7 separate regions of the Mus musculus genome follow, and regions 1, 2, 3, 4, 5 and 6 are each linked to region 7. Evidence: chromatin contacts called from public Hi-C, HiChIP or PLAC-seq and promoter capture Hi-C data. All regions are on one chromosome and are shown on one strand. The core of a region is the stretch at or near the end of the contact, and the rest is flanking DNA. Distances in the headings are between cores, read along the strand shown. Region 1 has its middle 310 kb from the start of Kif16b. Region 2 has its middle 290 kb from the start of Kif16b. Region 3 has its middle 470 kb from the start of Kif16b. Region 4 overlaps Kif16b (kinesin family member 16B). Region 5 has its middle 340 kb from the start of Kif16b. Region 6 has its middle 380 kb from the start of Kif16b. Region 7 holds the start of Flrt3 (fibronectin leucine rich transmembrane protein 3).

Region 1 (3,809 bases), core at 304-2,803, 1.9 Mb after region 7:
GCAAGAAACTCTTGAACAAATATGGCTGGGAGCATGAGCTTTTTTCCATGTTTCCCCTATTTGGTCCTTCCTTCCTCTGAAAAGGGCTAAATAGGTGACAGAAAGCACTCGGAGACTAAATCGGAAACCAAGACAGATGTAGTGTAGGAAGCCAAGCTGGTGCATTGTCAAAGTCTCACAGAGGTGCAGCTTCAACCTAGCTTCAGGGACTCTAGACGATATGTGCAATGGTGGCCCTACTCAGGGAGAGGAGACATGAATTCTAAACTGCTTCCAGTTCTGTGAAGCAAGCCCTGATAGACCAAGAGACAGCCAGTGACACATAGCTATAAGTGCGAGTCCTTAGAAGTAGGAGAACACACCAAGCCTGAGAGGAGAGCAGGTACCTAAGGTGATTGGGTTTCTAAAACAGAAATGCTTCTCTTTTTGTGTCACTTTTGTCATTTATGCAAACCTATAATGTTTGCCACAAGGTCAGGTACTGGATAAATAATACCACCCGAATGTCTCACTGACTCTACTTGATGAGGCCCACAGGCACAACTTGCCAGCCGGGTTGGTTCCTGAAGACTGATTTCACTCTAGTTGCTTTTTCTGGCTGGTATGGTGTTTATTGCCCATGATAGTCAGACCACAATGCTCTTTGGGAATTGTAACACATGTGATCTGGAGCCCCTGATTAAAAGAATGGATCCCCTTTTTGGGAAGTCTCCTCTCTCAGGGTCAGAAATAGATGATTCTTGCCTGGATCTACTGGCACAGGTCTGTAATCTTGGTTCCTTGGGAAACTGAAGTAGGAGGAGATCAAGATCAAGCCCTGTTCTGAGATAAATAGTAGTTCTGGCTAGCCTGGGGAAGTACAGAACACTGGGTCTAAAAAAGAACAGTGAAAGAGCTGGGCACTTAGTAGAGACTTGCCTAGCTTGTATGAAATACTGGTTTAAACTACAATAAACACACACCCAGGTACATGAATGCATGATCAAGCACACACACACACACACACACACACACACACACACACACACACACACACTAAACAAATAAATAGCTAATTAAATAAGTAATATAAATTAAATGAGAAGAGAGTCTGCACTTGCTACGGGTTGCTCTCTAAGCAGGTTATTAGCAGAGAATTCAGCCTTCAGGGCTGAGTTCTCAATCAGTGATACCACTGGGCTTCCAGAAGGACTTGCCAGCCCCTAATCTTTGTCTCCCTGTAAACAAACACTTGCCCTTTTCAAGTTTCACTGATTCATCCTCCTTCCCTAAGGCCAAGGGAGTCCTTGGAATGACCCAGCCTGGGTCCATGAGAGGGTTTATTCTCTTTGTGCCTGGAGTCCTATCCCAGAGCCCCCAGGCAGCAGTTTCCTCCTTAGGGAGCCAAGGACACCCTCGGGAGCAATGAGGCCTGGGCCTGGTTTAATTAACCTTTGTTAACAATCAGTTCCTTGAAGGAGCCACCCTCTGTGACTAATCCTCTATGTTCTGATGGTGCTTTGCTCCAAAGCCACCTTCTCTATACATCTGCTCACAAGAGGGGCATCTTCTCTCTGTGCCTGGCAGCCCCTTTGGTCACACTACTGCAGGGCTCCATTGTCTGGGCTGCTGTCATCCTGGAATTAATCTGAAAGTGGTCTCTTTGACAACAGAGGCAGCAAATATCGGATTCAATTTGCTTTCACCCAAGATTTCCCAGGAGTCATGGCGAATGAGATAATCGATGGTGATTATGAGGCTTGGCCTGCCTCACTGAGCCCGCGTGTTAAAAGGAGGGAGAGTTTCTGCTCCGGTGCTCGCCCAAGTCAGGTGCTAATTCCGGCAGATCCATTACCTTTCTCAGCGCCTCTAAACCATATGTGCTGCAATAATCATGCTGGGTAGGTAAGGCGATCAGTCCTCCCGCCTAAGCAAAGAGGATTCATTCTTTTTGCTTCTCTTCACATTCCACAACAACAACAACAACAAAAATGTTCTGAGCATCTGGTGCAGAAGTGAGTAGGCTGTTCGAACCAATGATGCCGAAGAGATTTAATTTAACTGGGCTAAACTTTCCTTGTCTCAGCTGGAGAGACTAGTCAATGGCTTAGCCACTAATCCAATCAAAAGAAAGCATTAAATTACTTGTCGATGCCATCTTAACCCTGAGAAGACTGTTTTCAGCTTGGCTGATCATTCTAAAAGACCTCGGCATCCAGGGAAGAAACGCAGAGCAAATGACTGAGGAGCGGGAGACATCTTCCAGATGCCTCTCGCCCCTCCTTGTGTCTGTGTCTCTCTTTCTTGCTTCTTTTAGTTTTATTCAGAACAGCTGTTCAGGGGTGCCCCTTGACTATGTACATTTGTACAGAGGAAGTAGCTGAAGATGCAGAAGGGACGGCATAGCAGTTACCTATTTCTGCATAACAAATTATCTGGCTCTCCCAGATGGAGCAGCTGGAGAGAGCAAGTATATATAATCTCATGGGTCCTGAGGTCAGGAACCCAGGAGTATCTTAGCCATGGGGTGCTGGCTAACTTTCCCTCAAGGCTGTGATCAGAAAATCAGCCATGCCTGCCACCATCTCTTGTTGTTACCAGTAGTTAGTTACTGCTTTAACTGAAAACCAGAACTCTTTGCTTGGACCCTCAAGCTAACTAAGGGCAAGATAAAAGCCTGGCATCTCAGCTTTCATTTTATATTTGTCTCCTTTTATATTTTTTTCTTTTCCTTTTTCTTCCAGTTTTTCTTTTAGATGGGTCTCACTAGATAACCCTGGCAGGCTATGAACTTGAACCAATCTTTCTTCCTCAAGTTCTGAGATCACAGTCATGCCTCATTAAGCTGGTCTATATCTGTCTCTTTTACTTTGGGACAGACTCCTGCTTACCTCTGCATGTAGACATGTTAATCATGCAGTAAGTGTCTGTCTAAAAGCTGGTGAAACCTGACAGATCACATCCCCCTTCAAAGCCCAATGCACAGAGATAAGAGCAGCTGAGGCATTTTACAGTTGGATTTATGCCACCCTGTCCCTGACCTCCAAAAAGGTGCCTGAAAGTCTCCAGTGAGTTTTTCCAACCTTATATGTTTGGGGTTTCAGGAACAACAGAGTCTCTCTCTCTCTCTCTCTCTCTCTCTCTCTCTCTCTCTCTCTCTCACACACACACACACACACACACACACACACACACACACACACTAGCCCATGAAGCCTCACCCCTCAAGCAGGAACATATCTCTGAATCCTTAAGCAGTGAGGAACTCTTCAAGGACACCCTGCAGAACCAGATAGGATCAACTGGAGACAACTGGACAAAGACTCTTACTTCTTCTCACCCACTTCCATCAATCTCTATTTACGCTCAAGTCAGGATCCCAAAGTTGGGCTGAAACGTTTAAATTCCATCTTCCCCAAATGATCATTTTGGTTAAATTATCTTTTTGCGTTTTTGTTATTACTGAAATTTTGTTCTGTTGTTTTGTTGCTTTGTTTTGTATGTTGTTTGTTTGGGGCCTTGGCTGATGGATATTCACTTTTCCACAAAGGTGTCTCATAGCTCTGCTATTGTGGCTAGACTGTGAAATGTCTTTCAAAGGTTCTTGTGTTAACACTTGGTCCATAGCTAATCGTACTGTTTTGGGGGATTTGTCAGCTTGGTACAAACATAGACATTTATAGGAAGAAGGAAACTTTAGAAGATGGGGCTTCACTGTAGGAAGAATGGTCACTGGAGTGGGCATTTGAGGGTTCCTGGTCCCCAGCCCCTACCTATGTCCTGCTTGCTGATTCCTGGCCACCATGCAGTAAGCATCTCTTGTCTATCAC
Region 2 (3,685 bases), core at 291-2,790, 1.9 Mb after region 7:
TTTAACTTGGCTCTTACAGATTCTTTTCTCCCCTCCCATCCAGCCCCTGCACATTGGCCCCTGCTGACCCCAGCAGACCTGGGTCATCTCTCTGGTTCTCACTCCTGGTGCTTAGAACAACACAATGAGCCTCTTTCCCTTCCTGCCACTTTCCTAGTGAGTTGCAACAAGAGAATTGCAGCATCCCACCTCCTTCCTACTTACTTAAAAGAAACCCTTGTGCATCCCCTCTGTCTCTAAAAGCTATGAGATAAAAAAGACTTAAGGTACAGGATTGTGGGAGAGAGCAGGAAGAGGGTACGAGGCAGTGATCCATTTGCTATAATCCATTCACCTGGAGGGCAAGGGCCACAGAATCACTGCAAGTTTGGGATCAGCCTGATCTACAGAATGAATACCAGGCCATCCAAAGCTACATGGCAAAGAGAAACCCTGTCTCACAAAGTCAACAAGGTCAACAAACTATCACAGCAAAAAGGCTGCACCTCCCGTCCTCTCGTGTATGCTTCTGAGCCCTTAATGGTTTTTGAGAAATAGCTCTTTTTGGGTTCTGAGGCTCAAAACCGTCATTCTAGGACTCTTAAGGTCAGCGCCAGGGATGTCATGGCTGAGCATGCCTCTCATGAAGATAAGCAGAAAAGTAATTTCTCAAGTGAATAGCACTTCAAGTCACTTGAGCAGAAGAGAGGAAGCTGCCCACCTTAAATGGATAGTCCATGGGAATTAGCAGTGACTCGGTACAGAGTAATAGGGGTACTCAGTAGCCTCAAAAAGAACACAACAATGACTGAATTAATCAATAACATAGCAACACTGGCCTCCAAACTTCTGCCCATAAAGCTTACTCCCCTGACAGATGTTCTAGAAATCTCCTCATCTCATGTCCCTGGGGCGTATCTAAACTGTTGGTCTGCCCCACATGACTGAGGAATTGGAGCGTATCCTCCCTGATCCATTTTCTGAGTCATCAAGCAACTTTCTTGATGGAAGAATAGAAAAAAAAAAAATCCAACTATCATTTTGCTTCAGGAATGGGTGTCTTGATATTTTGGTTCCTTTTTCTTTTCCTTCCTCCCTTCCCCTTTAAATTGAAAAAAAAAAAGTGTGTGTGTGTGTGTGTGTGTGTGTGTGTGTGTGTGTAGAGCTATGTGCCTGGGGGCCTGAAGTCATATAGATTAAGACAACCCCCCCCACCCCACCCAGGCCATAGTATAGTGGCCCAGCAGTTAGATAGTAACTAGGGACACACAATGCTGGTTCATAGTGTCTGACTTCAGAACAGTTGACTGACAACTGGTGACAGTTAGGTCCTGGCTTCAGGTGAAGTGGAAACTCAGCGTGCCCGTTAGTAAAACTTCCTTCCAGATTTTAAGTCTACCCCTTTCTGTTCTGCTCTGGGCCTGTGGGGCTGGCACATGCAAACCTTAATTCTGTTCTGCCAGCTGCTCCCCGTGACGCTTTGCCAAGTCAGGGTACTAGAGGGAGGAGGCCTACATGGTACAGAGAAGAGAACCTGTTCCTCTTTCTTGTCTATTCCCAGCATACCAGCAAGTCTCAATGTCTACTTCCTTTTCCCGGGGACTTCCTGTTCCTCTCAGCATCACCTGTGCCCCACTTCTTCCCCCTGGTGGTGACAGCAGAACATGCAAGGGACAGCATCTAGACCCAGCATGCTGGTTTGCATTTATCAGCCGACTACATTTTGTCTTTACCCTTGGAGATGTAGCAGCACCTGGGGGGGGGGGGGGAAGGGGGGAAGGGGGGCGAGGAGGAGGCATCTGGACAGTAAATACCTTCTTCCAAATTAGAAGGGAGCACCGGTGGTGCTACATTCCCACTCGTTCCCTTGTTGCTAAAATTCTTTCCCAGAGAGAGATGTAAGCAACATGTAACCCTTTTCCTAAGGACCCAGTGTCATACCAAAGCACAATACAACCAACTTTATTCTAGGGAACCAATGAGTTTATTGGCTTTCATTACAGAGCCCAGGTAAGGGGTTCCTTATAGGGGTGTGGCCACTCCTTCCCCAATCTGGAAAGCCTTACCCAGCAGAAACAGCAAGGACGACTTTCTCCATAGCTGCATAGATGGACACACACACACACACACACACACACACACACACACACACTTCCCCAGCCCATTCAGGTTAATTTAGGTAATAAGCAGTTGGATATTCTGGGAGTGGGAAGGGGAGGATAATGAGAGTTGGAAATTGTCCACAGGCCTACCTGGGACGATCTCTTGGAAGGTGGGCAAAGCTAAATGCCCCAGGAAGGAAGCTGGGGGGGGGGTATGGAGGACAGGAGTTCACATGCCTCTCCTCTGTGGTGCTTGCATTTAGTACTGTGGGGCAGTCCCTCCACGATTCTAAGTCTGAATGTCCCAGCCTTTCCCCACACATTTCTCCAACTCTAGGGAAGGCAGCTGCTAATGGCAGTTTCCACCTCTGTGACACAGTTGTGGTCTCTACCTCCGTTCTTTTCAGCTAGCTATAAATCACTCAAATTTTCCTTTTATGAAAATAACTGGTGTAAGTTCTATATCCTGCCTCCCCAGGACTGACATAGTCAGGATTCTCCTCTAATCTAGACAGTAGCAGGGGGCCCCAGAGTTAACACAAGACTCAGGTTCCAATTAGCTCTTTCACTTGAGTGAGTCACAACCCCCTTCGAGCTGTTTAACCTTTAGTGAAACAGCAGAACACTGTACTTCAGAGATGGTGACTGGTGACTGCAGGCAGAGTACAGCCTACCGATGTGGTCGATGTAGTCTGTCCCCCACATGAGCTCTCACAGTACTGTCTGAGCCTCCTCTGCTGGAGCCCGTTTCTCAGTCACATCTGAACTCTATTAAGCCCATAACTGGAGCCTGGAGCTAGAACATATCTAAGGCTCTTTGTCATTAGCAGCCAGGTACAAAGCTGCGCTGCTTATGACCTGTGGTTGTCACTAGACTTTGAAGCATGTCTGTGGTGGCTTGAATGTGCTTTGCCAATGGGCAGTGGCACTATTAGGAGGTGTGGCTTTATTGGAGGATGGGAGGAAGTGTGTCCCTCACTGCAGGAGTGGGTTTTGAGGTCTTTTCTTCTGTTCAGGCTCCACCCAGTATGGAAGAGAGGACCTTTCTCCTGGCTGCCTGCAGAGAAGAGTTTCCTTCTGGATACCTTTAGATTAAGATGTAGAACTCTCAGCTCCTCCAGCACCATGCCTGCCTGCACATTGTCATGCTTCCCACCATGATAATGGACTAAACCTCTGAAACTGTAAGCCAACCCCAGTTAAATGTTTGCCTTTATAGGAGTTGCCTTGGTCGTGGCGTCTCTTCACAGCAGCAATGACAACTCTAAGACAATGTACCACCACATATCCATGTGACATAGTCTCTTTTACCAGTGCAGCCCTATTCAGTGACGTCTGTCACTTAAGAGCAATGTTTTCACTGGTTAAAGACCAATAATGACTTTTTTTTTCCTTGCACCAAGCATAGTAATGTAGGGCAGTGGTTCTCAGCCTTCCTAATACAGTTCCTCATAAATACAGTTCCTCACTCATGTTGCGGTGACCCTCAGCCATAAAATTATTTTTGTTGCTGCTTTATAGCTATTATTTTACTAATGTTATGAACTGTAATGTAAATATTTGTGATGCAGGATATCTGACATATATCCTGTGAGAAGGTCCTT
Region 3 (3,760 bases), core at 224-2,723, 1.8 Mb after region 7:
TCATAAAAAAATAACTAATTTGTAACAACTAAATACATTTAATTTTAAAGTTGAATGAAAAGAAGTCAAACAACGAAAGGGCATTATTGTCTCTAGGTATGGTGAAGGAGGAGGTTTATTGGAGATAAAAGGGAGAGCATAGTGAGAGGCAGAGATGTCTGGGAAAGTTCAGAGTGGATATGTCCCTGAGCCACATGAGGAAAGAGGGGAACCAAGTGCAGTAACCAAGAAGGCAAAAGGTAAAAAGGGGCGGATAACCAAAATGGCTGGGTTATATAGGGAAGAGCCTCTAGGGTAGGGGAAGCACAGGCCTTGGGCTGGAGAGTTCAGAGTAGAGGGCAGGATATGCCAGCCATGCCCTGTAACAGATAGGGACTGAAGGATATGGAAAACTAGGAGGCCAGATCTGTTTTGATATAGTAAATAGGCACCTCAGTCATTTGTTCATGGTTTGAGACTTAACAAAAGTCCTATCTCCTATGGATAAATAAAAATGTTGGGAAAGGGAGCATAGGGCAGGACTTAATAAATCTTCTAAACGCTTTGTACCCAGGGAAAATTATGCCTCTTAAGATAGAAGTACAGAAGTAAAGTTTGAGACTCCTATGACAATTAGCTGGGCATTATAATGTGGACAATAAAATTGAGTTATTTTCTTTAATATAATTATTTTAAATTAATAAATGCCATTCATGATAATCATGAAATAAAAAAAATGTTTATCATGTATCCAGAGAGGAACATATTCATTCATATGAGAAAACATGTACTAACACAGCCAAACCTAACCTACCCCCCACAAAAGCATCCTGAGCCTGCTCTGTACTAGAACACCGTATCATTATTTACCAGGAAGTCCTAGGACCTCCAAGGTCTGTTCGGGTTCACAGGATCAAAACCACTTCCGTCATAATCCTAAAATCTCTCTCCCCTTCCATCCTTATTAGTCCCTTGAGTAACAGAGTGTTTTCCTGAGGCTACAATGAGATGAACTCAAGGTGAGTTGAAGGAAGACAGACATCATTTCCAGCCAGCTGCTTTCTATTGGGTAGGATATTAAAAACGATTTGCTAAATTGCAGATAGACTGCCCTTTTCACTGTAATTTTTGGTTTCAAAAAATATGTGTGATTTCAATAAAATACACTGTTGATGCAGTAAGATGAAAACATTACTTGTGCTATTATTTTTAAAATAAATTAATATCTACTTATGTGCTATTATTTTTAAAGAAAATTAATATCTAAATCTAATACTTAAATTATTCTTTCAGTTGAAACCAAGCCACATGTTATACATACTTGGAGTAAAATAAAGCACTGGTTAGAAGTTACAAAGCTTGATGAAAAAGAGCCAAACAAAGCCACAACTGTAATTCATAAAACTCAGCAGGGAGGCGGAGGGATGAACGCTAGGGAAAAAGATAGACTTGAATGCATATTGATTTAAACGCACAAGTAAACGGTCCCAGCTGTGGGGGGAAGGCCATTCACATTCATCTTATTCAGACTCTGCTTATTCATGGTTTACCTGGTAACTCCACTGCCCTGTATCTTTTGTCTTATACCAGCTTTTTATTAACCCCACTAACGGGAAGGAGTTACATTTCTGCGTGCCAAAGCTGCGTACCTCCAAACTGGGCTTGGGTGGGCACACCTGTTCTTCAGGTTCTTTTGTAAAACTTTATTGTTTGTCTTTAAAACAGTCTAAGCTGTGTTTCTAACTTCACAACTTTAAAGCATTACCCAAACATTCAAGGTCAAGAGACACCGTTTAAAGCCACCATCCCACGCAGTCTATTTTGACTACCTTGATGATAGTTTCAGTCAACAACAACCAGAGGCTCACCTGGGTAACTTTGATAAGGTGACAAATGTCACAAGAGCTAGGAGCCATCTCTTCGACCAGATCCCAAGATCTCCAGATAGCCTGAAGACAGATGAGAACCAAGAACCAGCCTTTTCCAGTACAAAGGAGAACCTCTTTCCATTAATCTGGCAGGAGGGATTTCTGCAGGCTTGCTCCTAGTCAAGGAAGAAAGAAAATCAAAGTCCTTCAGTTGCAACTACATTTGCCTTAGCTGCCTGTCTCTGAGACCAACACCTGAGAAACATTACCTAAAAGAAGAAAAGTTTTATCAGTGTCAGAGTTCCAGAATTTTTAGGCACTGTGTCATTAAGCCAGCAGCCTTTGGAGCCATATAAGGTAACATCCTAGAGCCAAGCACATAATGGAACAAAACTGCTCACCTCATGGAGGTAAGGAGGGTGGAGAAGAGGAGAAAATGAGGACGAAATATTCTATCACTTCAGTCGAGAGATAAATGCAGTGTAGGCTTCCAGGAGCTTCTTGAACATCCATGACAGAGTAACCAGAACAGGAAGCATGGAGGGCCTATTTGGATAGCATGTGACTACAGAGCACTTCCTTTTCCCTCTACCGGCATCACTCCTAAGAAAACCAAGTAGCAAGGAGAGAAACAATACACCCAAAGCCAAGATCACAAGCTGGAAGATCATAAAAACAAGCTCTGCGGGAGACAAAACCAAGAGAAACCTCTGGGAACTTGTTTAAGCCACATGGGATCACACCATGAAAATACACTCCTTCCTGATTATTGAGCAAATCATTTCTCAAAATGATAAGCCCCTGGTGCTTATGTGAGTAATAGACCCTTAGGGTCCTCAAAGTGCATTGTGATCTGTGCCCAGGCAAAGCATGCATGAATGAAGGCTGCAGACAAAAATAAAAAATGAAGGGGCAGTGCCTTCATGGTACACACTGCTTAGAAAAATAGGGGAGATGTTATTCTCATTACACACAGTCCTCTAAAGGTAGACTAGAAGCTACCTGCATGCTCCACGTGCTGACAGCAGCCGCTAAGGCTTCATCTCGCCTTTCCCTTGTGTCTTGCCAGGTCTAGGCCCACAATTCCCAAGAGACAATCAGAGCAGATTCATTGCACCAGTCACACAGGTTAAGTTTTCCATAGGGGCAGTCATCCAAATCAGTGGGCTGAAAGCTGAAATCACCTCCTGCATGTCTTAATGCCTGAGCCACTGTAGAGTATGAAGGTCGCTCAAGCCAAACCTAGCCATGCCAGGGGTCAGACTCTTCCCAGTGTCACTACAAGAGCAGAGTCAGTGATTTCAACAGGAGAAATGGGGATGCCCAGGAGGTGGGATGCTTTATAGGCCTTATGACTGAAGTCCATGGTGCCAAAGAGACAGAGGGACTTTAACAAGGAAAATGCTTTTAGGAGTAAAAACTGCTTTTTCCCCCTAATTTTGGAGGTCTAGACAGACACAATTCTACTTTAAACTAAGCTGTTCCATTAACACAGAGCCATATCTATTATGGCGTTTGATCCTCAAAGGCCTTTCCTTGGCCTTGCCCTGAAAGTGATTCTCCCATACTGAGAAATTACAAGAGACTAAAGACGGAAACAACCCAAGTTATCAGCAGGGCTGTCTGTGCTGATGGGATTTACAAGTTCTTCCCTGGTGCTTTCCCGAGACCCAGGTTGGTTCTGAAGAGTCCCCGGGTCCATTCTGTTCAGCTCTGGGCTTTTCTCTCCCCATCAGCAGCCATTTCAGGGGTTAAGAGATCTCACTCAGAGGCTTCAATGTGTCTGTCTGCCATATTTTAAAAGAGTGCTTCTCTTCTTTGGCACTCACTGGTATCATCTCCTGATTATTTTTCTTTTGAATACTGGTTCTCAGCTTCAGTGATGTTGATTTCATTGGTCTGGGAGATGTTTT
Region 4 (4,097 bases), core at 226-2,725, 2.0 Mb after region 7:
CCTCTGTCCCTGTGGGAAGCTATGGTCAGACCCCAGGTGCAAGGACCAGGGCCCTCAGTGGTAGGCCTATGACCCCACAGAACAGAGAGGATTAACTGGGGATTTGCACAATAATTGAGGCATAAGTGTCAGGGGTACAGAGGCAGAGAGAATACCAGACCAAAATTTCTCACACACAATATCTCTATCTGAAAAGGATGGGACTAGGTGTGTGTTTTACACATGGAAATGCAGATAAAATGTCCTTTTCTATACAGCTTTCTGTAGATGAATATGTTTGCCATGTGTATGTCTGTATATGCAGTGTATATGTTCACAAAAGACACTGAAGGCTAAGTGACTGGTACACTGGGTAGCTGAGTGTCATTCTTCCTGTCATCCCATCCTTCGGTACCACTTGCAGTCTTCTGCTAGAGGAAACAGGCAATGGGATGCTGATGTCCCAGTCACAGGAAGCAGGATAGCTGGAGGTTCTAGAAAGAGCCATGGGGCCTTTCACCAGCGAATGAGCAAACTGGGGCTAAGTTGAGAGCACACTTTCAAAAAAAAATACCTATTTTATTGTTACTTACATGTGTGCATGTCTGTTTGAGCACATTTGTGTGGGTGCTCTCAGAGGTCAGGGAGGATGTCAAATCACCTGCAGTTCAGGTGGTTATGAGCCAGCCCTAACAATTGCTGAGCCATCTCTCTAGCTCTGTGCTCACTTTTTAATTTTAATTTGTATCTCAAGGAAGCTTCCATTCAGGCAAGAGATACTAGTATATAGTACGTAAGCTGTTCCTTGAAATGTTCAGATTCTTTCAGGAGCAGCACATACACACAGCATGGGGACTGCAGGACAAGTGCTATGGCCAATGGGTAAGGAAAGGAGAAGAGATTCAGAGAATCATAGACTCAGACTCTGGAGACATTTCCAGAAGCAGCAGTCATCTTCCTGCTCACAGTGTTTAATCAGAGCTCTGCAGCACAAGCCCTGCAGTCCACAGGGGTTGCTTTCTAGCTGCATCAAAAGTCCACTGTAAAAATGAGGGCATTTTCAATTTCTACCATGTTCAACATTGATTAGTGCTTTCTTGAGTCCAACATCAGTTTCCTAATTTTATAAAAAGTATGAAACAGGTGATCTCAATTTTAAAAAGAGATTAAATAAAATGTCTTTACAAAAAACGTTGGGGTTACCTAGAATAAAAATTATATATGTAAATATAAATGCATTACAGAGAACTGCTGGGAACAGAAATAAATCTATTTGAAAGTAGATGGGAGCTTTACACAGACCAAGGGTAGGCAAAGAGTTGTGGAGAACAACTGATGATTTTATCCATTTGTTTCTCCCTTAGTATTATCTCAAAGGGCTGTGGCATATGCTCTCATTCATTAACAAAATGAAGCGTAAGTGACACACATAGAGCCAGGAAGGATTGTCAGGAGAGATGAGCCAGCTGAATTCTAAAATAAAGAGGCAGCACAGAGAGGCTGCAAAGGACAGGATGGGGCTTAGCAGCAGAGGCCATGGTCGACACCCTTTTTCAAAGGACGGCACTGTTTATTTGGGAAACAAATCTAAATAAATGGAGTTAAGGGAATAGTGGCATCTGCAAGAAAGCCTAATGCAAATTGGACAGGATTCCATAAAAGAGGAAGGATGACTCCCAAATGTTGATATAAATAGAAAGCACCAGGCTTGAGGGCAACGCGGCACAGAGGCTGCAGCTTTTAAAATATAGGGATGCGTGAAAATCCCAAATGTGCCTTTTGAGCTGTTGCAACAAAGGAGATGTATGAGGAGGAACTGTGCTGACATCAGTGCAAAGAAACAAGACCAACTATTTCAGGAGGCGTGAAGTTAGGCCTTGGGGTTTAGCTGGCAGATGCAAGCTAACAAGTGGCATGTTATGCCATACAGTAAAAGAATAGGAATGTACCTGGCATGGCTTCTAGAAGGATCTACAGCAGTGGTTCTCAACCATACTAATGCTGTGACTCTTTGATACAGTTCCTCATGCTGTGGTGACCCCCAATCACAAAACTAATATTTTTAATTAGATATTTTCTTCATTTACATTTCAAATGGTATCCCCAAAGCCTCCTATACCCTCCCCCTGCCCTGCTCCCCAACCTACCCACTCTTGCTTCCTGGCCCTGGCATTCCCCTGTACGAGGGCATATGATTTTTGCAGACCAAGGGCCTCTCCTCCCATTGATGGCCGACTAGGCCATCCCCTGCTACATATGCAACTAGAGACGTAGCGCTGGGGTATTGGTTAGTTCATATTGTTGTTCCTCCTATAGGATTATAGACCCCTTCAGCTCCTTGGGTGCTTTCTCTAGCTCCTTCATTAGGGGTCCTGTGTTCCCTAATGACTGTGAGCATCCACTTCTGTATTTGCCAGGCATTGGCACACACTCACAAGAGAGAGCTATGTCAGGGTCCTGTCAGCAAAATCTTTCTGGCATATGCAATAGTGTCTGCGTTTGGTGGCTGTATATGGGATGGATCCCCTGGTGTGGCAGTCTCTGGATGGTCTTTCCTTCCGTCTCAGCTCTGAACTTTGTTTCTGTAACTCCTTCCATGGGTATTTTGTTCCCCATTCTAAGAAGGAGCAAAGTATCCACACTTTGGTCTTCCTTCTTCTTGAGTTTCATGTGTTTTGCAAATTGTATCTTGGATATTCTAAGTTTTTGGACTAATATCTGCTTATCAGTGAGTGTATACTATGTGTGTTATTTTGTGATTGGATTACCTCACTCAGGATGATAGCCTCCAGATCCATCCATTTGCCTAAGAATTTCATGAATTCATTATTTTTAATAGCTGAATAGTACTCCATTGTGTAAATGTACTGCATTTTCTGGATCCATTCCTCCTTTGAGGGACAGCTGGGTTCTTTCCAGCTTCTGGCTATTATAAATAAGGATGCTATGAACATACTGGAGCATGTGTTCTTATTACAAGTTGGAACATCTTCTGGGTATATGCCCAGGAGAGGAATTGCTGGATCTTCAGGTAGTACTATGTCTAATTTTCTGAGGAACCATTAGACTGATTTCCAGAGTGGTTGGTTGTACCAGCTTGCAATCCCACCAAAAATGGAGGAGTGTCCCTCTTTCTTCACATCCTCGCCAACATCTGCTGTCATCTGAATTTTTGATCTTAGCCATACTGACTGGTATGAGGTGGAATCTCAGGGTTGTTTTGATTTGCATTTCCATGATGATTAAGGATGCTGAACATTTTTTCAGGTGCTTCTCAGCCATTCAGTATGCCTCAGTTAATTAAGAATTCCTTGTTTAGCTCTGTACCCCATTTTAAAATAGGGTTATTTGGTTTTCTGGAGTCCATCTTCTTGAGTTCTTTATATATATTGGAAATTAGTTCCCTATCTGATTTAAGATTGGTAAAGATCCTTTCCCAAAATTTTTTGTTTTGTTTTGTTTTTTTGTTTTTTGTTTTTCAAGACAGAGTTTCTCTGTGTAGTCATGGCTGTCCTGGAACTCACTCTGTAGACCAGGCTGGCTTCGAACTCAGAAAATCTCCTGCCTCTGCCTCCCAAGTGCTGGGATTAAAGGAATGAGCCACCACTGCCCGGCTGCCTTTTTGTCTTATTTACAGTGTCTTTTGCCTTACAGAAGCTATGTAATTTTTTTTATCCCATTTGTCAATTCTTGATCTTACAGCACAAGCCATTGGTGTTCTGTTCAGGCATTTTTCCCCTGTGCCCATATCTTTGAGGCTTTTCCCCACTTTCTCCTCTATAAGTTTCAGGGTCTCTGGTTTTATATGCAGTTCCTTGATCCACTTAGATTTGACCTTAGTACAAGGAGATAAGAATGGATCAATTTGCATTCTTCTACATGATAACCACCAATTGTGTCAGCACCATTGTTGAAAATGCTGTCTGTTTTCCACTGGATGGTTTTAGCTTCCTTGTCAAAGATCTAGTGACCATAAGTGTGTGGGTTCATTTCTGGGTCTTTAATTCTATTCCATTGGTCCACCTGTCTGTCGCTGTACCAGTACCATGCAGTTTTTAATCACAATTGCTCCATAGTACAGCTTTAGGTCAGGCATGGTGATTCCACCAGAGACAAAA
Region 5 (3,644 bases), core at 272-2,771, 1.9 Mb after region 7:
ACCCAACCCACCCACAGGGCTCTGAGAGTCTGTTTCCAGGAGGTTTGATCTAAGGCAATATGGCATGAAATATGCCCACATACAGCAATAGATTCACATGCAGTTCAGTATTTCCCCCTCCACAGGCAATACACTAGAACTGAGAAAACTGACAAGTTTCCAATCACACCTCCCATATCACCCATTTCATCCCAGAGTATCAGGTCACCAGCAGACACACAGGCTTCACTATGCTCTGTTTGAACTCTGATGTCCTCATTTCCCTCCCCTCTTCCTCACCCTCTGTCTTCTCACAGTGTGCATGGAGTTGAGATCAGCTACATCAAAAGCAAGTAAAATATTATCCAGCTGTGCCCACTTTCACCAAGAATGGCATCTAAGCTAAGTAGTCAAGCAGGCTTATTAAAGTCTATACAGGCAATTCCACCCTGAAAATGGACACGTTGGACTTTGGTTAACTGAACTCTTTGTGAAGAAGGGCAAAAAGGTCAGTAGGTACTAGAAAGATGCCCCGGGAGAAGCCAAGAGGCACTGAGTAAGTCAAAGTCTTAAATAAGCTAAAGTGTTAGAAAGCAGAAAATACCTGACAGGGAACACTGGCTATTAAGAGTGAAAGAACAAGGGGAAATTTTTTATGAAATATAAAAGGTCCGACTTTTAGCAACATGATGAATAAACTCTGGGTCTCTAGCATAGGCATAGTAACTATAATTAATGTTGTACTGTTTACTTGACATTTTATGAGAACAGATTTTTAAGTGTTCATCCCTACATACAAATGATGACTACTGTTGGGGTGGATGTGTTAATTAACAGGATTGGTAATATATGTACAAATCAAATTGCCACATTGCACATCTTGAATAATTATAATTTTTTATCTGTTATTTTTTTTTTTGCTGAGGCTAACCAGAAATTTTTTTAGGACATAACCATATCCTAAAATAGTAGCCAAATATTGGTAACAATCATATAGCCCATCCGTAGGAAAAGGCTATTTCAACAACTTTGATTATACCTATATTATGGGAAGCCATGGAGCCATTAATATGAATGGCTGCATGTTCTGTATGTTCCAATGTGAACAAACTCATTTTAAAATGAAATAAACAAATGAACAATATCAAAAGAAAAGCTTAGTGGCTGTTTGACATAAATGAAAAGAAGCAGGCACAAATAGGATGAAGCATCAACTGACTAAGGAAACTTGGCATCCTCAAATTTTTGGAGCTGAGCATACTACATACCCTGGGAATCTCAGAATTCCCATGGGCCTCCCTGCTCTGCTGTTAAACTTGCTCACTTTATTTCTACTAATGTGGCTAGGATTATTATCTCTCTAATTCCTCTATATGTTTTTTCAATAAACCCATTATCCAAAGTATATAGAGGTCTTTGAAGCCCAAAATATCTTACTGAAACATAAAATGATTACAAAAAAATAGTGGCCACCATTAGAGAGTACTGACTACACAGCAGGTGGGCCTTGAGCCATAAATCCTCATAACTGTCAAGAATGCATAAGGAGCCTGTTTAGAAAGAATATCTAATGCCTGGGAGTTGGCTGCATAAATTATTCACTGTCAGGCCAATCTGGCCAAACTGAATCCCAAACTAGGATGACTAGATTCTAAATCCTTAGTCATTGTAATTCCTGGACACATTTTGCTCAAGTATGTTCTGTTTTCCTTTAGACCATTTTTCAGTCCCCATGAGAACAAGATGAAGATTTAGATGACAAGCCCTGAGATGGACTGAGTGTTAACTCTAGATCTTATTTCCAGTTGGAAGCCATTGCCTAGCTCTCTATAAAAGCCTCAAGACAAGCTCTCTTGCTTTGCTTCTTAGTGATCTGGTCAGAGAGGGGCTGTTAACAAAGTTTAAACCTGAAGAAGTCAAAACACTGCAGAGAACACTGTTCTGGCGCCTTGCTCTGTAGGGCCACTTGAATAAATAGAACCTACCTGACAGCACATATTCTGTCTCATAGACTAGCTAAGCACCCCTTTACCTAATCGCACTTCCTTGTATGCACACTGCATTTATGTTTTACAATGGGGCCATCTGTGTTACCATAGTTATAGTCCCACCAGCATTTCCATAAAAATGATAGTAAATCCTTCTTTCCTGAGGTTCATAAATAGCCCATAAAAACAGAGATTGGGCCGAAACAGATCCCCAAGAGTTTCCAGCCAAGACACCAATAGATTTTGTGAACAAATTAAACAAATATCAATTTACATGGCAGGCTAAAATGTTGCAAATGTTTACAATTTCCAAGGGCAATTATGTATTCATAGAGGAAAAAATAAACTACATAACTGCATAAGATTATAGAGTTACCCTTGATTTTAATAAGTCTGTAAGTCATTCCTTTAATTAGTTTAAAGTGTTGAAAAGTCAGATTAGTATTCTATCACCTACACATGTTCCCTGATTGCATTTGCTAGAGATTTTTTGATAGTAAACAGGAATGGGCAACGGCTGCCTTGGGCAATATGGAAACTCAATGGAAGGATTTGCAGGATCTTGTAGGATTATAGGAAAAGGGAGAAGAATGCCAAGAACAGCGATTGAAAGCGATGAGAAACTAAGCTAAAGTCTTTCTGCAGTATTTCAGTGAGAACTCAAAGTCCCAGGAAAGGATATGGCAGCACAGGCAGGCTTCAGTCACATGCCTCTATTGTTTCTACCAGAACTGCCACAGTAATACGCATTCAGCTGCATCCTTTGTAACTGCCAACTAAAAGAGAGACAAGCCAAGCCAAGCCAAGAAAGGAAAAGGGGGAGGGAGTAGGGGAGAGAAAGGGAGATGGACAGGGAGAGGGGGAGGGAGGGGCAGAGGGAGAGGAGGGAGGGAGGGATGGGGGAGAGGGAGAGAAAGAAAAAGAGAGAGAACCAGAGCCAGAAATAGAAAGAGGGGAGGGAAGGAGAGAGGGAGAAAAGAGAATGGAGAAGAGAGGCAAAGGCTGAAGGGCACAGAGAGAAAACCACATAAATATATAATACTAAGAATAAATGTAAAGACACAATGAAATATTATAAATCATTAGAATCTATGATATAGGAATAAAATACATATTAACCCAGAATGTTAAACTCAATATGGCATTAAGTAACAAAGTAGCTTAGCAAACAATTGTGTGGCCAATATAAATCCAATATAAGATAAAGTATGTATTAGCTATCTTTCTTGTTGCTGTGACCAGATACTTGAAAGAAACAACTTGAGGCAGGAGAGATTTGCTTTGGTTTATATCTTTAGAGGGTTTGGTCCATGGTCACTTGACCCAACAGGCTTAGGCATTATATCATGGTGGTAGGAACATGTGGCAGAGACGAGCTCATCACCTGCCTTAGTTAGGGTTCTATTGCTGTGATTAAACACCATGATCCAAATCAACTTGGGAAGGAAAGGTTATGTTTTATCTTACAGCTTGTAGTTCATCATCCAGGGAAGTCAGGGAAGGACTCTGGCGGCCCAAGCCAATGCAGTCTATGGAGGGATGCAGCTTACTGAATTTCTCTTTTTGGAAAGCTCAGCCTGCTTCACTATACCCAGACACCAGCCCAAAGATGGCATTACATACATTGAGCTAGCCTCCTACACACTCCATATCAATCATTGATGAAGAAAATGCACT
Region 6 (3,773 bases), core at 1,117-3,616, 1.8 Mb after region 7:
TTGCTCTTTTAATATGTTTTAAATAAACTTGTCAACAGGCACTCATGTAAATGTGTCCTTGTGGGTATATTGGACTATTTTATGTGAAGTTCATTTGTTCAGTAGAATCTGACCTGCCTTGAGAAGCTAATTGTTTTAATTAATCACTTTAGTATAAATTTAAGTTCAAAGGGGCTTGGGTTCTGGGTGACCTCTATGTGAAGTAGCACTTAATGGAGCTTTGTAAACTGCCAGGGGCATGGCTGTCTTGTGCTTTGTGTGCCCCCCCAACACACTGCTCCTTACCAACTCTGTCTACTAATGTCCTCTTAGGCTGGCACCTGTGGTCATAAGTGTCTGTGAGTTTCTCTCTAGTGGAGAAAAACCTCTTGTTTTTGCTGGAGTAGAAAGACCTCTTGACCCTGTAATTTTAATCAATGTGGGAAACTTACCCTTAACTACCCAGAGTAGCCAACTCCTGACCCCAGCAAATAAATGTGCTTGTGTTCTGTGGTTTGAGCAAATGTTTGTAAGGGTTCATGCTGTAAAGTCTTGTTCCCCAAAAGATACCTTTGGGAGCTGAAAGCTTCAGGGTGATGCCTGGAGATGTTCATGGTGTTTGCAGGCACTGGAGCTGGATGTGGAACTCTGGTCGTTTCCTGTTTCCCTGTGGTGCTAAACTGCTTCCCCACCAGAAACGTTCACCGTGAGATGTTGCTTTGTGAGAGGTCACACAGCACGTTCTCCAGTTTAAACTGGACACTCTAACGCTATTGGCCCCAAAGCTTTTTGTCTCAGACATTTCATTAGCGTAACGGGAAGCTAATACATTACTCACCACAAACTTGATTGCCACCACAGTGACTTAGTAGCTGGGTGCATTTGCAGAAGGGCCTAGCCTTCTGAAACACCATCTTTAATGGGCATGCTTGTAATTACCCTTATGAGTTCTTGAAGAATGAAAAACAAAATCTATACAATATGCCAGTGCTTAGAAAGCACACAATAAAGGAAGATGAGGAACAGGAGATGAAGGAGGAAGAGGAGGAGAAAGATGAGAGGAGAAGGAGAAAGGGGAGGGAGGAAGAAGGTTCACTACTGTACAAAAGGCAGCCTCTAAAAGATAGAACCATTGTGGTGGTTTGAATATGTTTGGCCCAGGGAATGGTACAATTGGAGGTGTGGCCTTGTTGGAAGAAGTGTGTCACTGTGGGGATGGGTTTTGAGACTCTCCTCCAAGCTTCCTGGAAGCCAGTCTTCTCCTGTTTGCCTTGGATCAAGATGATCCAAGTTCCTCCAGTCCCCCCATCTGCCTGGATGCTGCCATACTATCTCCATGATGATAATGGACTGAACCTCTGAACCAGTAAGCCAGCCCCAATTAAATGTTGTCCTTTATAAAAGTTGCTTTGGTCATGGAGCCCCTTCAGAGCAATTGATAACAGTCAGGAGAGTGTAAAAGAGGTAGAGGAAAATGCCTTCTGGCTATTGCTTCCTTCTTGGGGATGGCAGTTCCACTGTCCTTTTGTTTCTCTGAGGAGAGCAGGAAAAAAGTATGAATGCAATCTGTGAGGTGTCACATCTGGCTGAGATATGATTGCAGTGGTGGTGAGGTGGAGTGGATATGAACCTTTAAATTTGTCCATTACTGTACCAGAATTAATTACCAAGGAACTTGGATGTAGTTTTAGCTTTGATATTTGCCCAGGGTCCCCCTGAAATTTCTCAGCCTAGCTTAAGGGTGTTCCTTTTTCCTAATTCCTTCATTCAACCCTACCATCACCTAACTATTATATTTCTATTTTCACTGGCCATTGGCTAATTATTATATCAATATTAGGTTAACAGATGATTAAAAGTGTGTCTGCCTAGAGCATCTATACAGGAATGCTTAACTAAGATAGAAATTGTGAATAAAAATATTTGAATCTTACTCTTCATTTTCTAGGCTCTATATTGTCGTACAATACAGAAAGGAAATGTGTTAGGACAGAGGAGATATATTCATTCTGAGATGCCTATATAAGTACCAAGGCCACTTTCCCTACCTCAAAAAGATTTAGAGAAAAATATCCAAACTCTTTGACTCCCTCCAACCTCTCTTAAAATGGGGTTCTTTTCTTTTCCTCTTGGAGGAAAAGTTTACTGTCATTAAAACTCTTTCCCTTCCTCATTGTGGAGTTATGTTTTCTCAGAATAAAATTGTCACCTGTCATTGGATGTGACCAACGACAGCTAAGTTTATCACAATAAATAAATAATTTCCATAAACTGCACCTCCGCCCCAAGCCAGAAACACCCAAGATTTTTTAGAAGAGATAGCACTGCAGGCACCCGCCTACTCAAAGTGGAAATATGTCAGTCCTTCAGTGAAGCACTGGCAGCTGGCATCTGTCAGCTCAGAGCTGATGGCAGCATGAAGAGGAAAAAACCATCTCCCATGGTGTCAAGGCCTGTGCTTTAGGCTGTATCCTGCCACTAATAACAAGGGGTGTGGCTGTTCACAAGTGACTTTCCATCAATTTCTTCCTCCCAAAAGCAAGGGTTTGCACAACTGTCCAATATCCCCTTCCATCTCCATGTTGTTCCTCATTTTCCCTGGCCTTGAGATACATCCCAGCCCCAGCCCCAGAAGGTCACTGGGTCTAGCTTTCTGTACACATGTATGAAAATAACACATTAGACCCCTGACTTTTTTAAATTAATGCATTGTTTTTCATCATTTCCAATTCCTCTGTCTCATACCTGATTTCTTTCTAACTAAAAGAAACCAGCATATTCTTATTGTGCTGATAAATGGGAAAAAAGGAGAATTCATTCATAATGTCAATTACTTTCAAGTGGTGCCACATACATGTGGACAGCCTTCCTAGTGTTGATAACACTTTTCCACATTATAGGACATTTATGTATAGATTTTGTATCATTGGAAAATCTATTTTCACATATACTTGCTTGTGTATGTGTACGCATGCACATTTACAGACAAATGTTCATGCCACAAGTATCTGAAGAGCAGAGACAACTTTCAGGATCAAACGCAGGTCATCAGTCTTGGCGGCAAGCCTACTGTCCCATCTCAAACGCATCTAAAAGGAAGGTCTTACCTAGAAAAGGGCATCACAGTGAGTTAAGAAAGTTGAGGCTTGCTCCAAAAGGGTAATCTTGTAAAGCAGTTCAGAGCAAGGATTCTGGAATCCGATTTGCCGTGTTTTAAAATATTATCACTTTCCGATTCCAGCAATATTAATTCCCTCATCTCTAAAACAGGGAGGAGAGCTCAGTCACCAGGCTGCTATGAGAAACTATTGTCATGACAGGTGTGATGGGCTCAAACTGTCCCAGAACAAGACAGCTGTTAGCGCAGGTGGTCCTGATATTGCTATTATGATAGTTTCTCCACCATAACTAAGAATGAGAAATGGATATATATATATATATATATATATATATATATATATATATATACATATATTCAGGTTGAAAAACAGAAAACATGGATGGGCTGGAGAGATGGCTCAGTGATTAAGAGCACTGACTGTTCCTCCAGAGGTCCTGAGTTCAATTCCCAGCTACTACATGGTAGCTTACAACTATCCATAATGGGATCTGATGGCTGGCCTCTTCTGGTGTGTCTGAAAAGAGCAACAGAGTACTCACATACATAAAATAAATCTTTTTTTTTTAAAGGAGCACTTGCTGTTAAAAAATAAAAAGGAAAACAGAAAACATAATACAAAGCACATCATACGATCTCTAGTTTAACATACCACTTAATGACTCCAGCCACAGTA
Region 7 (4,157 bases), core at 1,513-4,012:
TGACATGAAACAACTATTTATAATGCCTTTTACTGAACTGGAATGAAAACGAGAATGCAGAAAAGGGTTTATACAGAATTTTTAATTTAGCTTTAGGTTTTGCCATTAATCACATTCTTTGTTAACTAGCCCACCCACCTTTCAAAGGGAGGAGGGCTGAGACCGACTGAAATGGCAACTCTATGCTACATATTTTTAAATGACTAGATTCATATGAACGTTGGACTATCATAACTAAAATTCAAGGAAGAAACATTCATATCATTTTAAAATAAGGCATACTCCCAGCCACTAACATTTGTTGGGTTTAAAACTGTTCGAAATAATCCAGAAAATGGCCAGTAATCTTGGCCTTGGGATGTGTGGCCAAGAAAAGCACAGGGGAGAATCTGCATTGCTTGTGCTTGCCTGTTTCAAACTGATAATTGTATTTTTCATCTGGAGGGACTGACTGTTCATTAGGGTCTTCTGTCCCTAGGCAGGAGCCTCTGAGTATAATTGGAGTTTCTATTTGATTGGGCAATATAGCCAGAGAAGAAACTGGGGTAAAGATAATTAATAGCTCACTAACAAAGTCTGACAGCCACAAGATTTCAACCAAATTTATTTCACACCGCTTCATTTAGCTCTGAAAAAGTTTTGATAGAATCGGAGGCTCCTTAATTAACACTTGAAAGCAAAAGAAACATAGCTTCTATTAGCTGCCACATTTAGTTATGACAAATTTCCTGTTTTGTTTTGTAATTTTTGTTTTAAAAAAAACACCTTTATTTGCTGTTATCTCATAAACATCAGATTCAGGAATTGTTTAATTGGGCATTTTGAACCTAACCAGAATCGATTTTCAAAAGGGTATGCAGAGAAAAAAAAAGAGCCCAATTAATAACTGATTGATGCCACTATTAGAATACCCTATTAATGAATTCACTGTGTTTATTCATTTGCTAATATAGTTTCTCACCCTTGGGAGTTTTCTAGTAAAACAATAAACTGGTATTTCTTGTTCTTTAGTTGAACACATGTAATGACATTTTTAACCCTTTTCCTCATTTTAGGCTGATAAGTATATATATATATGCATACACATATACGTGAAGCTAAGTGATAACCAGCCTTTGCACAGTCATACCATTATGCTTGTTGATATTTGTAGTGATAATAATATGTTATGGCACTTTAAAAGAATTACCTTCTTTGCTCATTTCCAAAGAGATGGGTGTCAGTCACCTGTCACTCTGAGTCAAGCCTAAGTGATCGTAGCCTGGGAGCTGACAGGTTCATCCTTCTGTTTATACTGGTTAGGGTATTCTTACACAGTTAAGGATGAATAAAGGAATAGCCACAGCTGAAGCACTTTTCATGGCTTTGACCATGTTGTTTCATCCCAATAACACAGCAAATATGTGCATTTTGAAGCATAGATTTATTGAGAACAATCAAAATAATTATTAAAAACCATTTGATTTTGTAATTTGGAAAACACCAACATTTTCCATCTCCTTTTCATTCTAAATAAGTAATAAACCCGCTCCCAATGTTGAGAAAAGATGGGCCTGTTGCACTCTTTACCTTTATGCAACCATTTTGTTTCAGACATAATTTACTGAAAAACATTTTTTTTAATTAGATACACTTAAATACCTTTTGGAAGCTTTGTGGTCTAACGCATTTGTATCAATACAATATTTTTCACTGTGTGTTGCAAGTGAAGGGACACTCTGCCTTTGCCATTTGATGAGGCTTCCCTCCCCTGTTCCCCTCACTGCATACATCAAGCACGGCTTCCAGGGTGAGCTTTGTTAGTTTTTCTGAGTGGACTACCCAGTTACTATGCTAGTCACATTCTACACTCGCCCAAGCGATAGGCTTTGACAGTCTCCTGGACTGGGAATATGGTTTGGCCCGGAGATTCTGAGTTGGATTTACTAGTTGAGATTCCCGAGCCCGGAATGCCTGAAGGAGCTGGGGCCGGATAAGCAGTGCAAGCTTTCAAATCTAGGTGTAGCTGTTAATCCTCTACAGAGGCATCCCAGTCTCCCAGCGCAGCTTTGCTGGCGGCGAGCAAGATGTATGCTTTTCATGTACTGCGTACTCATGGGCTGAGGGGTTATTGATTTCTTTCACAGTTATAGAAACAGCGATAGGTGATCATACCACACATACAGTACACACCAAGTTAGCGACCTTTCGCTTTTGTAGCCGAGAAAAATCTGCCTCTCCTATCTCAAACACTCAACTTTCCAACTGCAGTTTTCCGTGAAGCTCTGCGCGGATAGAAATTGCTTGAAACAGAGAGGAGCTATTTATTATTTTTAAAAATGATTTAAGTCTGTAAGAAACTTATAACATTCGGCTATTTTGTAAGACTTTCCCTAGAGCTGGCTTGCACGCACATCTTTGACCCGTCCTGCTGACAGAGCAAACGTGGCTACTTGGATCCCTCATGGAACCAAGCTAGTCATTTCCTTCTAGAGAGTAAGAGCAAGCGAAGTTTCTGGGACAATTATGAGAAAAAGCATGGAAAACACTTACCAGGAAGACGAGGAAAAAGCAATCCTTTATACCCTGCTGCTACAGCTGTAATTCCATTGCCTGTGAGTTGAAGTAAAAACCCTCCCCCGTCTCCGGAGCGCGGCATCCAGTGCACACAAAGCCACGGCAGCTGCAGCCTGAGCGGTCCTGCTTCAGATCACTCCTGCGCTGAGGACTGCGCGCGAGAGCATCCAGTTGACTGCGCGCAGCCCACCTCCAAGTCTGAAGTTTAAAGCTTCACCTCGCAGTGGTTGAGGAAGGGGGTGATGTCATAGGTGGGCAGGACTTAGCCCAGCTCTTGTTCAGTGAGGTAACTGGATAATCAGACAGATGAGCTTTGCCAACGCTAGAGGGGGTGAGAGAAGCCGAAATGAGCCTTTCAGTTTGCCAAAGCTGAGATGCCATTTGGTTTGTAGGCAGCAACTCTGGAATCTCCGCGCTCCCTAAAGTTTACTACTGCAAGGTAGTGATAGCACACTCAGAAAAACACAAGCACGCTAGGAGAATATTTATAAGATCACAATAGAGAAACAGGTGTCTGATGCTCAAGCCATCTGTACCAAAAATAAGTTAACAAAAGTCAGATTATTTTTATTACATTAAAATCGTAACTGTGGAGAACAGAGGATGGCAATCCCAACTAATATTGATTTGGCAAATGAGAAAGCAGGGTCAAATGGTGATTTACTTAGGAGAAGGGAGAAAATGGAAGAACAGTGAAAAATATTGAAGAAAGCAGTCTTATTGGGAAGTAGAAAGGTTTTTTTTTCCACATGCATTTTCACATAATGAAGACTGTTTTATGTACTACTAGAGAGACCACCTACATGTGTGCATAAGGGTATACCTCTACTTCAGAACTAGGAAGATACAATCACTCATATTTATCAGTCTTCCCTAAAATTAAAAGGGTTGAGCCTAACTACATTCTTTTTTATTATTATTATTATGGTTTTTGCTGCCACGAGCATGGCTGCAGTCATCAATATCTTAAAATATCTGTTAGAAATGGTTCTTCCAGGTTTAAATCATTTTAATTTGCGTACATGAATAAATAGTGACAGTTGCAAGACACTAAGATTTCTCTGCCTAATTAACAGGATTCCAAGACTTTAATTTCCAGGTATAATTTTATCATCAGTTTTCTGTTATTTGGACTTGTAAGTTTTCTCCTAAGTAAGTGAATTTAAGTGACGAATCTTGTTTCTATATTTACCCAAATAGCAATCTCCTTTCCCTTCTTTCTTTGCTTGATTCTAACAAGCTCATGACTTTATCCTTTCTAGGAAATGGTCTGTTTGTCTCTGAAGGCTAGTTGTCTGTCTTAGGAGTACATGGCTATTCTCTCCGTTAGCTTCACGTGGTTCCTAACTTGAGTTTGGCAGCTGTTTGACCTTTAGAACTCCCCTCTGAGAATGGGTGCTCTCAGGAGTGGAAGGTGACCCCTCGATAAGAGATGTTCCGACACCTATTGTTCTATGCTTGCTCTCTTGCTGACTTCTGAGGAATGGCCCACTGAATGAAAGTAGGACTTTAGCATGTTAACATCTATTGAAAAGCCAATTTCTCAGAAGTCTTCAGTAGTGCAGGTTAAACTGAGAGGTGGCCGTAGATTTTTGATGGAA

What was found. Promoter capture Hi-C pulls out the DNA fragments that hold promoters and counts their contacts. A called contact is a pair of places that touch in the nucleus more often than the background predicts. HiChIP or PLAC-seq counts read pairs in DNA pulled down with a chosen protein or histone mark.
Region 1: a contact with region 7 is called in a Hi-C map of the N1E-115 cell line, with 6 times the contacts expected there. The contact joins the enhancer-like site here to the promoter of Flrt3 in region 7. A contact is called at or near these places in 4 of 39 promoter capture datasets (the 3T3-L1 cell line, the C10 cell line, cranial neural crest and 1 more), 4 of 484 Hi-C or Micro-C datasets (the N1E-115 cell line, cerebral cortex, cortical neurons and 1 more) and 4 of 115 datasets of contacts at active chromatin or transcription factors (embryonic forebrain, embryonic limb bud, embryonic stem cells and 1 more).
Region 2: a promoter capture Hi-C map of hippocampal neurons shows a contact between it and region 7, with 29 times the contacts expected there. The contact joins the enhancer-like site here to the promoter of Flrt3 in region 7. A contact is called at or near these places in 8 of 39 promoter capture datasets (the 3T3-L1 cell line, the C10 cell line, cranial neural crest and 4 more), 6 of 484 Hi-C or Micro-C datasets (brain, cerebellar granule neurons, cerebral cortex and 3 more) and 5 of 115 datasets of contacts at active chromatin or transcription factors (astrocytes, embryonic forebrain, embryonic limb bud and 2 more).
Region 3: a contact with region 7 is called in a promoter capture Hi-C map of second pharyngeal arch cranial neural crest, with 11 times the contacts expected there. The contact joins the enhancer-like site here to the promoter of Flrt3 in region 7. A contact is called at or near these places in 6 of 39 promoter capture datasets (the 3T3-L1 cell line, cranial neural crest, hippocampal neurons and 3 more), 2 of 484 Hi-C or Micro-C datasets (the N1E-115 cell line and cerebellum) and 2 of 115 datasets of contacts at active chromatin or transcription factors (astrocytes and embryonic limb bud).
Region 4: a contact with region 7 is called in a promoter capture Hi-C map of hippocampal neurons, with 11 times the contacts expected there. The contact joins the enhancer-like site here to the promoter of Flrt3 in region 7. A contact is called at or near these places in 8 of 39 promoter capture datasets (the 3T3-L1 cell line, the C10 cell line, cranial neural crest and 4 more), 1 of 484 Hi-C or Micro-C datasets (cardiomyocytes) and 3 of 115 datasets of contacts at active chromatin or transcription factors (embryonic forebrain, embryonic limb bud and embryonic stem cells).
Region 5: a contact with region 7 is called in an H3K4me3 HiChIP or PLAC-seq map of forebrain, with 20 times the contacts expected there. The contact joins the enhancer-like site here to the promoter of Flrt3 in region 7. A contact is called at or near these places in 8 of 39 promoter capture datasets (the 3T3-L1 cell line, 3T3-L1-derived adipocytes, the C10 cell line and 4 more) and 3 of 115 datasets of contacts at active chromatin or transcription factors (astrocytes, embryonic forebrain and forebrain).
Region 6: a promoter capture Hi-C map of hippocampal neurons shows a contact between it and region 7, with 10 times the contacts expected there. The contact joins the enhancer-like site here to the promoter of Flrt3 in region 7. A contact is called at or near these places in 3 of 39 promoter capture datasets (the 3T3-L1 cell line, hippocampal neurons and liver), 1 of 484 Hi-C or Micro-C datasets (cerebral cortex) and 2 of 115 datasets of contacts at active chromatin or transcription factors (embryonic forebrain and embryonic limb bud).

Annotation. Positions count from the first base shown.
Region 1 is chr2:142,588,243-142,592,051 of GRCm38.p6, forward strand. No RefSeq gene overlaps it. Among named protein-coding and RNA genes, the nearest start is that of Kif16b, 310 kb to the right of the region's middle. Within about 2 kb of position 1,554, at least 26 of the 459 cell types and tissues checked have an H3K27ac peak or open chromatin away from gene starts, as enhancers often do. A contact at or near this core is called in the N1E-115 cell line, where this site is marked.
Region 2 is chr2:142,609,806-142,613,490 of GRCm38.p6, forward strand. No RefSeq gene overlaps it. Among named protein-coding and RNA genes, the nearest start is that of Kif16b, 290 kb to the right of the region's middle. Within about 2 kb of position 1,541, at least 64 of the 459 cell types and tissues checked have an H3K27ac peak or open chromatin away from gene starts, as enhancers often do. A contact at or near this core is called in cerebral cortex and hippocampal neurons, where this site is marked.
Region 3 is chr2:142,431,883-142,435,642 of GRCm38.p6, forward strand. No RefSeq gene overlaps it. Among named protein-coding and RNA genes, the nearest start is that of Kif16b, 470 kb to the right of the region's middle. Within about 2 kb of position 1,474, at least 6 of the 459 cell types and tissues checked have an H3K27ac peak or open chromatin away from gene starts, as enhancers often do. A contact at or near this core is called in second pharyngeal arch cranial neural crest, where this site is marked.
Region 4 is chr2:142,634,321-142,638,417 of GRCm38.p6, forward strand. All of the region lies in intron 25 of Kif16b (kinesin family member 16B), which reads right to left. Among named protein-coding and RNA genes, the nearest start is that of Kif16b, 270 kb to the right of the region's middle. Within about 2 kb of position 1,476, at least 7 of the 459 cell types and tissues checked have an H3K27ac peak or open chromatin away from gene starts, as enhancers often do. A contact at or near this core is called in hippocampal neurons, where this site is marked.
Region 5 is chr2:142,558,595-142,562,238 of GRCm38.p6, forward strand. No RefSeq gene overlaps it. Among named protein-coding and RNA genes, the nearest start is that of Kif16b, 340 kb to the right of the region's middle. Within about 2 kb of position 1,522, at least 37 of the 459 cell types and tissues checked have an H3K27ac peak or open chromatin away from gene starts, as enhancers often do. A contact at or near this core is called in forebrain, where this site is marked.
Region 6 is chr2:142,515,570-142,519,342 of GRCm38.p6, forward strand. No RefSeq gene overlaps it. Among named protein-coding and RNA genes, the nearest start is that of Kif16b, 380 kb to the right of the region's middle. Within about 2 kb of position 2,367, at least 4 of the 459 cell types and tissues checked have an H3K27ac peak or open chromatin away from gene starts, as enhancers often do. A contact at or near this core is called in hippocampal neurons, where this site is marked.
Region 7 is chr2:140,668,714-140,672,870 of GRCm38.p6, forward strand. Flrt3 (fibronectin leucine rich transmembrane protein 3) reads right to left here and starts at 2,763. Exons shown (of 3, transcript NM_178382.4): 1 at 2,533-2,763. The region is part of intron 3 of Macrod2 (mono-ADP ribosylhydrolase 2); the gene reads left to right.